2 separate regions of the Sus scrofa genome follow, and region 2 is linked to region 1. A link is a contact called in public promoter capture Hi-C data. All regions are on one chromosome and are shown on one strand. Each heading gives the region's core, a stretch centred on a gene start, on an enhancer-like site or on the middle of the called end of the contact. The rest is flanking DNA. Distances are from core to core; before and after follow the strand shown.

What was found. Promoter capture Hi-C pulls out the DNA fragments that hold promoters and counts their contacts.
Region 2: a promoter capture Hi-C map of fetal liver shows a contact between it and region 1, with 2.1 times the contacts expected there. The contact joins the promoter of ARF4 here to the promoter of PDE12 in region 1. A contact is called at or near these places in 2 of 5 promoter capture datasets (fetal liver and liver), 10 of 47 Hi-C or Micro-C datasets (blood, embryonic fibroblasts, heart right ventricle and 4 more) and 2 of 2 datasets of contacts at active chromatin or transcription factors (alveolar macrophages and skeletal muscle).

Annotation. Positions count from the first base shown.
Region 1 is chr13:39,391,049-39,397,375 of Sscrofa11.1, reverse strand. It overlaps PDE12 (2',5'-phosphodiesterase 12), which reads right to left and starts at 1,859. Exons shown (of 3, transcript XM_001926462.5): 1 at 428-1,859. The coding sequence starts at 1,735. It overlaps DNAH12 (dynein heavy chain 12, axonemal), which reads left to right and starts at 2,110. Exons shown (of 75, transcript XM_021069807.1): 1 at 2,110-2,380.
Region 2 is chr13:39,428,645-39,435,285 of Sscrofa11.1, reverse strand. It overlaps ARF4 (ADP ribosylation factor 4), which reads left to right and starts at 5,109. Exons shown (of 6, transcript NM_001048072.2): 1 at 5,109-5,516. The coding sequence starts at 5,450.

The DNA.
Region 1 (6,327 bases), core at 610-3,109:
ATGCGAACAGGAGGATTACCGTGAATCAAAATTAAAATAATAGCTTAAATTTATGAAGTATTTAGTAAAACATGTCAGATAAAGTTCTTTAAAATGTGACAGAACAGTGCTTGGCAACTAGTAAAATGTCAGCCTCTATTATTCTTGCATTTAGCTAAATACACTAAATCCTAAGCGCTATGAAAAGTTACTGTTTGTTGAAAGCAACCTGTAGCACGCCTGGCGCACTACAGGTACTCAATGGTATTAGCCCAATGAATCAACGTATGATTGAAGGCTAAAAAGTATGCGCTTAAGGTACAAGAGCAAACATCTTTCACTAAAACTTGTAGTGTTTTATTTCAACTATAAGCACCTCTGACCCCCGCCCCCTTCATGAGCCCTAAAAATGGATGAGTTTGTAAGCAGACTGGTAGAGTTACTTTACCTGAAGGACAGAAGATCTCTGAAGCACCTTTTCCTGCGCTGCTGGGTATAAAACCAGTTTCTCCAGCAGTTCTTTGTGAAGTGGGTCGGACTGCAGGGCCTCATGGAAAGCAATGTCATGCTGGCTAAGGAGGCTGAACTTGGACTTTCGGTAAAAAGTAGCGAGGCCTTCATGCTGCTTGATTCGAAACACGCCCTCCAGCCCAAAGGCCTCGAGGGCCGGCACCAAGCTGTCTGTAAACACGTCGCGGTCAACTTCCTGCAAACAGATGAGGTCGGCGTTGTAGCCCGTGAGTTCCTTTTGGATAAGGTTCTGGCGGTAGTCGAGTTCCAGGGCGTAAGGGGCACAGTACGGGTACAGGACCGTCCGTGAGAACTCAGTCTGGGCATATGTGTCGGCCAGAAGGTTGTAGGAGACTGTGCGGATGAGGGCGTCGTCAGTCACCTTCTTCGTGTAGAGATGCCGGTGGTCAAAGGTGCACGTGCCGGGCCCGGCCTCCACCGAACACACACTTTCCAATTCTCGGCTTGGTCCGAAGCGCTGCCCATTGCCTGGGGTACAATGAAGTTTGAGCCGTAGCCCGATGTCAGCATTGGACGGGGTGTAGACGCGCTCGTTCACACCCGTCTCGGTCCAACCAGGAGAAGGTGAAGAGGGAGACAATGACGAGGGGCCTCCGCCCTCAGGCTCCACCGCTGTAGGTTTGGTTTCCTTGTACCAGCGGAAGAGGGAGCCGGCGGGATCCCCAAATTCGAGGCCGAGCTTGGGGCACACCGGGAAGCCGGCCATGATGTAGCGCGGCAACTGCAGCTCGGTGAGGGAGGGCGGGTTGCGCTCTACCTTGTATTTGACATCGCCGATCTGCAGCACCGCACCGTCCTGCCAGGCGTCCACATTGAGCACGTCTTCAGCCACTGCCTCCTCCCGGTAGTACAGCTTCACTACGGGTTCGCAGGCTGCAGCCGGCTCGGGCCCAGACCCCGCACAGGCCCCACCGCCGCCTGCGTTTGGCCGGTTCTTCCTGCTCTTCCTGGCCGCGGCCGCCTTAGCGTGGCCTTTGAGAGCATTAGTAGCGATCCGGCTGAGGGCCCGACCCAGCGGCTCGCTCTGGTCGCGCTGCATATTCTTGTGGCTACCGTCGGCCAGAGCGAAGGACAAGCTAAGCTTAGGCTCCGAGGGCACACAGCGCACTACAGCGCGCTCCATCACGCCTGCCGCGGTCTCAGTCGCCGCCTCAGCTCGACTGTGCCGCTCCACCGCCGTGCGGACCCCACGAAGCGCGGCGCGGGCGCCTGGGAGCCTCCACATGAACCTGGTGGCCTAGCGGCTGACGAGACCTGCGGCTGAACGGCCGCTAAGCGTCAGGGAGAGACAGAGGAGCAGCAGCCACCGGCTCCAGGACCCATTCAGTTCCTCAACTTCCGGCCGGCGAGGAGAGTGCGCACGGTGCTCTCGCCCCGCACTTTCGCCAGGCCTGCTAATCTGCTAATTTTCTTCCACAGCTACGTCTGCCTCCAATCCATCCCAGCTTAATTTTTATATCTAACTCTAGCTATAAGGCTAGAAAAATAAAAACATGGAGGCTTCAGAGGGGAATATTAGACTTAATGGTTTATCGAAAGTGCAGTTAGCAGGCGGAAGAGAAGGCGCGCCCAAGCTCAAGTGGTTGAGGCGGTGTAGCGAGTTTCGTTTCCCCGAAGGATCCTGGCGCCTTATCTGGGCTCTGACCGCCTCCTTTCTTGTGCTGCCTGGAGCTGCCCTGCGCGAGGGCGTGAGGAGATCCCCCTGGACTGCCAGCCCGGGTTCGGGCGTGGAAAATATTTCTCAGTTCCTCTCCTCACTATTCCCGACACTGCTAACCCTCTTCCGAAGTGTGGGTTTGCCTCAGGCCCAGTCAGCGCCGACGCGCCCAGCAGAGTTTTTGTGATAGCTAATAACCAGGAACGATAAATAGTAAGTTCCAGTTACAGATGTGAGGTCCGGAAAGATTAAGTTACCTGCTCTAGGTCAAACAGACTTTGCTGAATGAATGACAGGTGACAGGATAGCTACTGGGTAAGAGGAAATGGGAAGTGTAACTTCCTTGAAACCCACATGAAAAAAGTAGTTCAAGAAACAGATTTTGTGTTGAATATAATTAATATTCTATGATTTACTGAAGGGGAAAAAACCCTTTAAGATTCAGAACAAGTTGAGAATTCTCTCGGCAAATGATCTGTGTCCACTTTCCTTCTACAACTAGAGTATTTATTTATTGGGTATCTAAAAATAAACTACACATTTTCTTCTGGATTACAGTGAGGAAAATAAGCCTTTTCTACAGGAAGGATGAATTTTGCTGTTATTTGAAATTTATATACATGTCCTCCCCCTCTCCACACAGCAAGCATTTGACAAAGTGACCGAATACTGGTGATATTTATGTGATCTAGAGCTACCTAGTAGGGTTAAAAGTCACTACATTATATCAACTAAGTGCCCTAAACAAGTTTCATTTCCCCAGTTTATAGTATCCACGTTAGCAAGTATTTTAAAATGGCGTTTTTCTTATCTCCAGCATTTTTCTTCATGCAACTTAAGCAGAACTCAATCTTAAATTATTCAACTTAAAGAATGATAAAAGCTGTATTAGAAAATGTGACTTTCCTTTAAGCAAGCTGATGTAATTGAACTCTTGCAGTCTTAATCCCAATTTTGAGACAGATGCCTTGAAGTGCCATTCTTTCCTTTAGGGTTTTGTTGGTTTTTTTTTTTTTTGATGTTTTATTTTTTTTTTCAAAGAATAAAACATACCCATCCCCGACTCCTATGCATACACAAACATTTATGAATTTACACCCTTACTCCCACTTTTTATACAAATAGAAATGTAATATACTCATGGTTCAGTTATCTTTCTCTTTTCGTTATATTTGGTCAGTTCTTTGAAGACAAAGTATCTGCAAGTATTCTCAAAGTGTCACAATTTCCCATAGAAAATTTACCTTGAACTCAACAGACTTGAAAATAATACACAATAAATGGTGTGTTTGCAGCCAAATTTTTATGAGGCTAAATTGTAGCATAATCATATATATAAATTATATACATTATAATTACATAATTAAAATTTGAAATCAGAAGACTGAACCAATACTACGCTTTCCTTGATACAAAAGAAGTGGCCAACAGAAATCATTTTTTCCTTTTTTTTTTTATTTTTTTTTATTTTCCCACTGTACAGCAAGGGGGTCAGGTTATCCTTACATGTATACATTGCAATTACAGTTTTTCCCCCACCCTTTCTTCTGTTGCAACATGAGTATCTAGAAATAGTTCTCAATGCTATTCAGCGGGATCTCCTTGTAAATCTATTCTAGGTTGTGTCTGATAAGCCCAAGCTCCCGATCCCTCCTACTCCCTCCCCCTCCCATCAGGCAGCCACAAGTCTCTTCTCCAAGTCCATGATTTTCTTTTCTGAGGAGATGTTCATTTGTGCTGGATATTAGATTCCAGTTATAAGTGATATCATATGGTATTTGCCTTTGTCTTTCTGGCTCATTTCACTCAGTATGAGATTCTCTAGTTCCATCCATGTTGCTGCAAATGGCATTATGTCATCCTTTTTTATGGCTGAGTAGTATTCCATTGTGTATCTATACCACACCTTCCGAATCCAATCATCTGTCGATGGACATTTGGGTTGTTTCCATGTCCTGGTTATTGTGAATAGTGCTGCAATGAACATGTGGGTGCAAGTGTCTCTTTTAAGTAGAGCTTTGTCCGGATAGATGCCCAAGAGTGGGATTGCAGGGTCATAGGGAAGGTCTATGTATAGATTTCTAAGGTATCTCCAAACTGTTCTCCATAGTGGCTGTACCAGTTTACATTCCCACCAGCAGTGCAGGAGGGTTCCCTTTTCTCCACAGCCCCTCCAGCACTTGTTATTTGTGGATTTATTAATGATGGCCATTCTGACTGGTGTGAGGTGATATTTCATGGTAGTTTTGATTTGCATTTCTCTTATAACCAGCGATGTTGAGCATTTTTTCATGTGTTTGCTGGCCATCTGTATATCTTCTTTGGAGAAATGTCTATTCAGGTCTTTTGCCCATTTTTCCATTGATTGATTGGTTTTTTTGCTGTTGGGTTGTATAAGTTGCTTATATATTCTAGAGATTAAGCCCTTGTCAGTTGCCTCATTTGAAACTATTTTCTCCCATTCTGTAAGTTGTCTTTTTGTTTTCTTTTGGGTTTCCTTTGCTGTGCAAAAGCTTTTCAGTTTGATGAGGTCCCATGGGTTTATTTTTGCTCTAATTTCTATTGCTTTGGGAGACTGACCTGAGAAAATATTCATGATGTTGATGTCAGAGAGTGTTTTGCCTATGTTTTCTTCTAGGAGTTTGATGGTGTCCTGTCGTATATTTAAGTCTTTCAGCCATTTGGAGTTTATTTTTGTGCATGGTGTGAGGGTGTGTTCTAGTTTCATTGCTTTGCATGCAGCTGTCCAGGTTTCCCAGCAATGCTTGCTGAATAGACTTTCCTTTTCCCATTTTATGTTCTTGCCTCCCTTGTCAAAGATTAATTGACCATAGGTGTCAGGGTTTATTTCCGGATTCTCTATTCTGTTCCATTGGTCTGTCTGTCTGTTTTGATACCAGTACCACACTGTTTTGATGACCGTGGCTTTGTAGTATTTCTTGAAGTCTGGGAGAGTTATGCCTCCTGCTTGGTTTTTGTTTCTCAGGATTGCTTTGGTGATTCTGGGTCTTTTGTTGTTCCATATAAATGTTTGGATTGTTTGTTCTAGTTCTGTGAACAATGTCATGGGTAATTTGATAGGGATTGCATTGAATCTGTAGATTGCTTTGGGTAGGATGGCCATTTTCACAATATTGATTTTTCCAATCCAGGAACATGGGATATCTTTCCATTTCTTTACATCTTCTTTGAAGAAATCATTTTTTTTCATCCACTCTCAATTCATACCAAGAAACACAGCTGAAGTTTACTAATCAGAAGTTATGGTTAATGGAATTATTCTTATTATTTATACATGTATCTGCAGAAATTAGTATGTGACGACTAGTTTCTTGTAATTATCCTAACGTGGTTAATAACATTGGCTTAGATCATTAATATAGCTGTATCTTTTTTAACTTAAGGTTAACATGAAACTGAGTGATAGTTGAAATAACTGAAATTTTGAGTAATACCTGGTGATAGCTCTTCAAGGTAACCTACTTTCTCATATATTCATAATTTAATAACTTCCATTTGCTTTTTTAAGGGACCAATCTCATCTATTTATGTGTTTCTTTTTAAATTATTTTTTCCACTTTTAAGGAGAAATAATTGATATATAACATTATATTAGTCCAAGGGGTACAACATAATGATTTATGTTTACATTGCCAAAAGAATTACCACTATCAGTTAAACATTCATTATGTCAATAGTTACATTTTCTTTTGGTTTTGTGTTTGTTTGTTTGTTTGCTTTTTAGGGCCATACCTGCAGCACATGGAAGTTCCCAGGCTAGGGGTAAAATCAGACCCACAGCTGCTCACCTATACCACAGCTATAGCAAGGTAGGATCCGAGCCACGTCTGTGACTTACACCACAGCTTGCGGCAATGCTGAATCCTTAACCCACTGAGCAAAGCCAGTGATCAAACCTGCATCTTCATGGATACTAGTTGGGTTCATAACCTGCTAAGCCACAGTGGGAACTCCCACACTTTCTTTTCTTGTGATGAGAACTTTAAAGATCTACTCTCTTAGCAACTTTTACATATACAATTCAGTATTGTTAATAGTAGCCACCATGCTGTACATTACATTCTCAGAACCATTTTATAACCAAAAGTTCTTACTTTTTTGATCACCTTCACCCATTTTCTCCACTCCATGTCCCTCAC
Region 2 (6,641 bases), core at 3,860-6,359, 35 kb before region 1:
TAAACCTAGGTAAAATAAACATTTTTATATTTGATATTGATAACTCTAGAAACATGCCTGTTTTAATTAAACTAATGAAGTTAAAATAGTTTTTATTTATTCTGGATCAAACCTGAACACATTTAGGTTAGTTCTGTATTTAGTTCTAAAACTCACAACTCTGTAATTGTGAATTTCAGAATACTCAATCCTTAATTTACATATACAAACAAGTGTGTGTATATATATATATATATATATATATACATACATACATATATATATGCATTTGTTTCTTTTTAAGACAATCAAAATTACAAATTAATTTACAAATTAATTTTGATAATACCATCTGGAGGTAGAGAATATCATTTACACATACATAAATATAGACAACATAATAGAGACACACATAGATACAGAAACCTTATATTTACTAGTATTTGTATAAAAGTCACTCAAAAGGTTTTTTTTTTAATAATGTTTCCCTTTCTTTATAAGAATTATGTCCCTGATGTTTGCATCTCAAAGTGTGGCTTTTAGGAAATCTCCTGTGGTGTAGCTCAGGTTGCTGCTGTGACATGGGTTCAATGGCCTGGGAACTTCCACATGCCATGGGTGCAGCCAAAAATAAAAGAGTGGCTTTTAGATCCATTTTTGAGGGTATAAAAAGTACATCAAGGAGTTCCTGTTGTGGCAATGCTGGATCCTTAACCCACTGAGTGAGGCCAGGATCAAACCCGAATCCTCATGGATGTTAGGTTCATATCCTGCTGAGCCACAATGGGAACTCATCCCTTGGAAGTTTGGGGAAAGAAATGAACCAGCAAACCTCAAGGAATGGGGACTATGAAATGATTGCAAACAAATGGAGAAATTAACTGTCATCAAAAGTTCCCAACATGAAGGATTCCAAACAAATGGGGAATTGCAGACTAAACCATTAGCAGTTCCCAGTACAGAACCCAGTGACATATCTAAGGGCTGGGGTTTTCCATCTGGGGAATTTTGCTCTGAAAGGATTCTCTCAGGGCAAAACCCTCTTCTACCTCAAGGTGACCTGATCTGTAAAGGAAAGCTAAGTAAATTGGGGGCTAGAACACAAAAGAGGGAAGCTCAAAGGCCAATGGGAAACAGCAAGAAAGAGAGGGTTTGAGGGCACCAAGTCTGTGTTTCTCATTATCCCTGAATGTCTCCAAAGTTTGCTTCAGATCCTTTCCTGCCACCAATCTGTTAAAAAACAAAAATTTAATTGAGTAGGCTTGAGTATCTGATTGACTTTATTCAGCAATTGATGAGTCTGGTAGCACCTCTACTGGTAGAGAGAAGGGCACTCCAGGGGGCTGTACAAAAATGGAAGGTTTTTACAGGTAGAAGGAGGGCTGGACAAAAAGGTATCAGCAAAAAGAAAGGATAGTTTCAGGCCAGGCCATCTTCTTTGAGGAGAGAGAAGAAATGGCAGGGGTCTTTATCATGGAGATTACCTCACTACTGCTATCTGTATTTTCAGATTGACTTTTAAGGAGCACATTTCTGGGAAGGGTTTAAATTGCAATTAAATCTTAGTTTGCTGTTGTTGGGTGAGGGAGACACAAATGATTCCATTTTGAGCCTGCTGCTGCTTTAACACTGAAACTTTCGTAAATGTTAGATGGTAAATACAAATCTTAGTGGAATTTGTGGTCTCAAGATAAATTCCTGCCATAAAATCACTCTGCTTTAAAGTTTCCAGAAAACCAGAGTACTAGTTCTTCTGGAAGTCAGGAATGTGAATGCTATATATACTTTGAAGGAAAGTAGTCAAACAGTTGCATTCCCTATTTTTTAAAAAAGTTTCCCTGGAAGAAACTTTAAATTAGTTTAAGATTTATGTATAAAATTTATGCCATCTTTGTGAGGCAAATAAAGTAGGGACCTCAGTGAGTTGGGGATCCAGCATTAGTACTGCTGTGGCTCTGGTTACAGCTGTGGTGCAGGTTTGATCTCTGGCCTGGAAACTTCTGCATGCCATGGTGTGGCCAAAAAAAGAGAACCAGGTAAATCTACAGGTACTCGTATTTTAAAACAGCCACAGTATATTATTCAGTTGAAAAAGTAGTTGCTTTGCAGTATAAAATCCCATTACTTTTTCTTTTTGGGCCACATGTGCAGCATATGGAAGTTCCCAGGCTAGGGGGTCCAATCGGAGCTGCAACTGCCACCGCCACAGCAATGCCAGATCCCAGCCATGTGTGTGATCTAACCACAGCTCACGGTAACACTGGATCCTTAACCCACTGAGCAAGGCCACGAATTAAACCTGTATCCTCATGGATACTAGTTGGGTACTTAACCCATGGAGCCACAACAGGAACTCCAAAAACAGTGGTGAACTTATCAAATTCAAAGATCATTTTTTAAATTACATAAGTAGTGTATGGAGTTCCCGTCGTGGCACAGTGGTTAACAAACCCGACTAGGAACCATGAGGTTGTGGGTTCGGTCCCTGCCCTTGCTCAGTGGGTTAATGATCTGGCGTTGCCGTGAGCTGTGGTGTAGGTCGCAGACGTGGCTCAGATTCCACGTTGCTGTGGCTCTGGCGTAGGCTGGCAGCTACAGCTCCGATTAGACCCCTAGCCTGGGAACCTCCATATGCTGCGGGAGCAGCCCAAGAAATGGCAAAAAGACAAATAAATAAATAAATAAATAAATAAATAAATAAATAAGTAGTGTATAAATATATTCATCTTATAAAAATAAATATAGCCACACCCACACATGTTCTCAAATGTATGAACAGTTTTATTAATAAAAGCTCAAAACTTCAAATAACCCAAAAAGGGCCATCAATTGAGGAAAGGATAAAAAAGTGGTATATCCATGCAATGGAATATTACTTGACAATGAAAAGAAAAAAGTATTGGTACATGCTATAACATGGATGAATCTCAAAAGCATTTTACTAGGGGAAAGAGGCCACACATGAAATACAGACTACATACTGTATGATTCCATTTACAAGAAATATTGGAAAGGGCAAATCTATAGAGACAACACATTAGTGGTTGGCCAAGGGCTTGAAGTGAAGGAAGAGGATGACTAAAAAGCAGTATGAGAGAACTTTTTGCAGTAATAGAAATGACTAATATGATTATGGTGTTGCCTACACTGTACATTTGTTAAATTCATAAAACTGTACACTTAAAATTCATGAATTTTATTGCATATCAATTATATCTCAATAAAACAGATTTTTAAAAGTTAGATAAATAGATAAAGCCTTTTTTTCCCTCTTTTTTAATAGCTGCACAGGAGGCATATGGAATTTTTTGGGACAAGGATTAAATCTGAGCCATAGCTGTGGAACTATGCAGTGACCTGAGCTGCTACAGTCAGATTCTTAACCCACTGCACCACAGCAGGAACTCCAAAATAAAGCTGTCTTTTGACTACCACTTCCAAACTAGGTTCCCTCACTCTCTGGGAAGGTGCCCTCCTCCCTCCACATAGGCTAGACAGTTACACCACTATCATTATTACAGACTCTCCTTCAAAGCTCTTGTTCTGCATTTACACACACACACACACACACACACACACACACACACGGAAAATCTACATTTTTACCTTTCCTTACAGTACTTAGTCATTATTTGGCCTTTTTCAGTAAATGTATCTTAGCGATCTTTTCATTAGATTTACAGTTCTACATCATCCTAAACTCCTGAGAATACTGCACAGTATGGAGATACTACAGTTTGTTTATCTATCCCACCATCATTCAACCATATTTGAGAGTCATGGTGTGCCAAGTCCATTGCAAACAACACAGAAAAACAAACTAGAGTTTGGCCCGTTTACCGTTTTCACACAAGGGGGTAAAGGGAAGAGGGTTGTCAACAGTAATATTGAATGCGAAATCCTAACTATGAAGAGTGGTTATGATTTTTTAAAGCCTGAGTAATTTATCTAGTTGGAAGCTCAAGAATGTATTTTCCAACGCAGTTAAACTCTAACCAGATCTAAATGGTTGGTGAGGAGGTCCCACTGTGGCACAATGGGATCTGATCCCTGGCCTGGTAACTCCATATGCCTGCTTAGGCCAGCCAAAAAATTACAAAATAATAATAATAATGATAAAAAAAAAGATAGGGAGCATGACTTAATACTAAACGGCACCAACAGTATAGAAGAAACCCATAGGAGGTGGGGAGGTTGCTCTTTTATACATCTTTTTTTGCAAATTGTATACCTTACTTTGGAAAACATTAAGATCTTTTTTTTTTTTCTTTTTTTTTATTTGGAGGGCTGCACGCACAGCATATGCAACTTCCCAGGCTAGGGGTGGAAATGGGAGCTGCAGCCGCGAGCCTCAGCCACAGCCACAGCAACGAACGCTGCAGCTCATGGCAACGCCAGACCACTGAGCAAGGCCAGGGATCCAACCTACATCCTCATGGATACTACCTGAGCTCGTTACAGCTGAGCCACAATGGGAACTTCTAAGATCATAAATATTTTTGAACTGAGGAGTCTTTCCACTTCCTCAACATAAGGGATAAATCTTCCATGCTTGTTCTAGGAAAGATTAAAAAAAAAAAAAGCAAGCCCTTCAAATTGGCTCCTCTTTAAAAGCTGCAATAGTCTACAAAAAAGTCTCGGAGCTCTCCTCTAGACATAGGATTAGGATTAGGTAGCGTCAGTGGGACCTGGCGGCAGGCTTTTAACAACTTATCTTCTGGGAAAACTGGGCCTGTCTTCACTCCTCCATTAGGGCAAGTGTCTGGTCCCGTGGGTGAAATATGTACCTCCGTGGCACCAGGAAATCTTTAGCGCGTTGCGTAGAAAAAGACGCCCAAAGGGCGAAAAGAACGGAGGCTTACTACCTAACCCACAATGCACAGCTCGCCTTTCCGGAATCAAGGAATACAACTTCCAGGATGCATTTCTCTAAACAGAAACGTCTCTCCTCGAGTCTGATTGGAAGTGACGAAGCGAGGCATTGTGGGATTGTATTTGTCGCCCAGTACACAGTGGCTCACAGGCCTCGCCTAGATCCAGGAGCCACGTCCGGGGGCTGACGCTGGCCAGAGGCGCACGTCAGCGAAGACGGCCAATCCCTTTCGTGCGCAGGCGCAGTGGTTCGGGTAGCACCGGAAGCGCAGGGGGATGGGGCGGCGGTGACGCGATTCTGTCCGCGTTGGAGGGGCCGGGCCGCTGCCGAAGTCGCCGCGGCTGCCGCGTGACGTGGCACAGGCGAAGATTTAACGCCAGAGCCGGAGCTGCCCCGCCAGTCGTCGAGCAGGTCCTTGCCCCGCTAATTTCTGTCCCGGGGCTTCGTCCGACACGCCGGCTAGCGAGCTGTCCCTGCCGCGCTCTTTCTGCCTTAGCTCCTCTTCGCCCTCTGACTTTGCCAGGAGCGTGAAAGGAGAAGGCCCGGGGACGCCCCAAGCCCCTTCTGCTCCTGCCCATTGCAAGTGCCATTACCGCCATGGGCCTCACCATCTCCTCCCTCTTCTCCCGCCTCTTCGGCAAGAAGCAGATGCGCATTTTGATGGGTGAGTTAGGGCCTGAGGGATGAGGCCAGGCCTCGGTGGGGCGGCCGGGTCTCTACGCTCTGGGCGGCCTTGGGGCCTGTTTTTTTCTCCCCGTCTGCTGTAGTGGGGGAGGGGTGGGGGTCGGGAAGAATTCTTAAGGGGGAACAATGGGGCGAAGGATGGGCGGTCGCCCCATCTGTCGGGGAGGCTGGAAAGGGGCCGCGGGCAAGGTTTCCTCCTGGGTTTAGTTTTCTCTCGATCCTACTGAAAGCCCGACGGAATTGGGCGGAGATGTGAGGTTAGCGAACTGTCGAATCTCGCAGAGCCCGGAAGATATTGGCGCGGCCCATTCTGAGAATGCGATCTGATTCTGCTCTTCCCCGGGTGTGGGCAGCAGTTTAGCCTTCCTCCTCCCTCTTTCTGCCCCGTGTACACACTTTTCACCCTCCTTTGGTATGTGAGCGAGCGGTCGCCCGGAGCCGGCCGGTGCAGGAAGTGACCAGCCCCAGTACAGTGGCAGGCGAGCGAACACCCAAGGTTTTAGTAGAGTCCGGAGTCCTCTGCGCTCTCTTCGCTAAACTTTGCTTCGCTCTGGATTCTGCTTCACGTTTTTTTGTTTTTGTTTTTGTTTTTTGTTTTTTTCCTATTAATGTTCCTGAAAATTGAGTTTATCATGAATGTTTCTTTTAGCCACGCTCTTTGGTTTACTCTCTTTGATTTTCAGACCACGTAATTTTTGTCCAGCTGGTGAAGATTTAATGGAAAATAAATTAGAAACTAAATTCTTTTAAAGTGCTAACACATTTTCAGTAAGTGAACATAATGACGCTTAATTTTAGGGTCGCCTTGTTAAAGAGTAATTACGAAGGTGTTTTAAAAAATTCTTAGGGAAAACGGGCTTTTTAAAAATTGCTTTTTAGGGTCCGATTTTTGCTCTGCTGAGGGAGAAGGGACTTGTTAGTCGAGTGATGTAAGCAACGTCTTCCCCATAGTACTATGAGTAGTCTCTACATCACCGCTAAGCTTTTTGCACCTGAATAATGCTATAAGGCGCCCCTCTAACTTGTAACATTGAAATCTGTTGGTTTATTAGATTGTTTTCTAGAGAAGTTGGGAGGTTTTACTTGAAAGTTTTCCAAAGCAAAA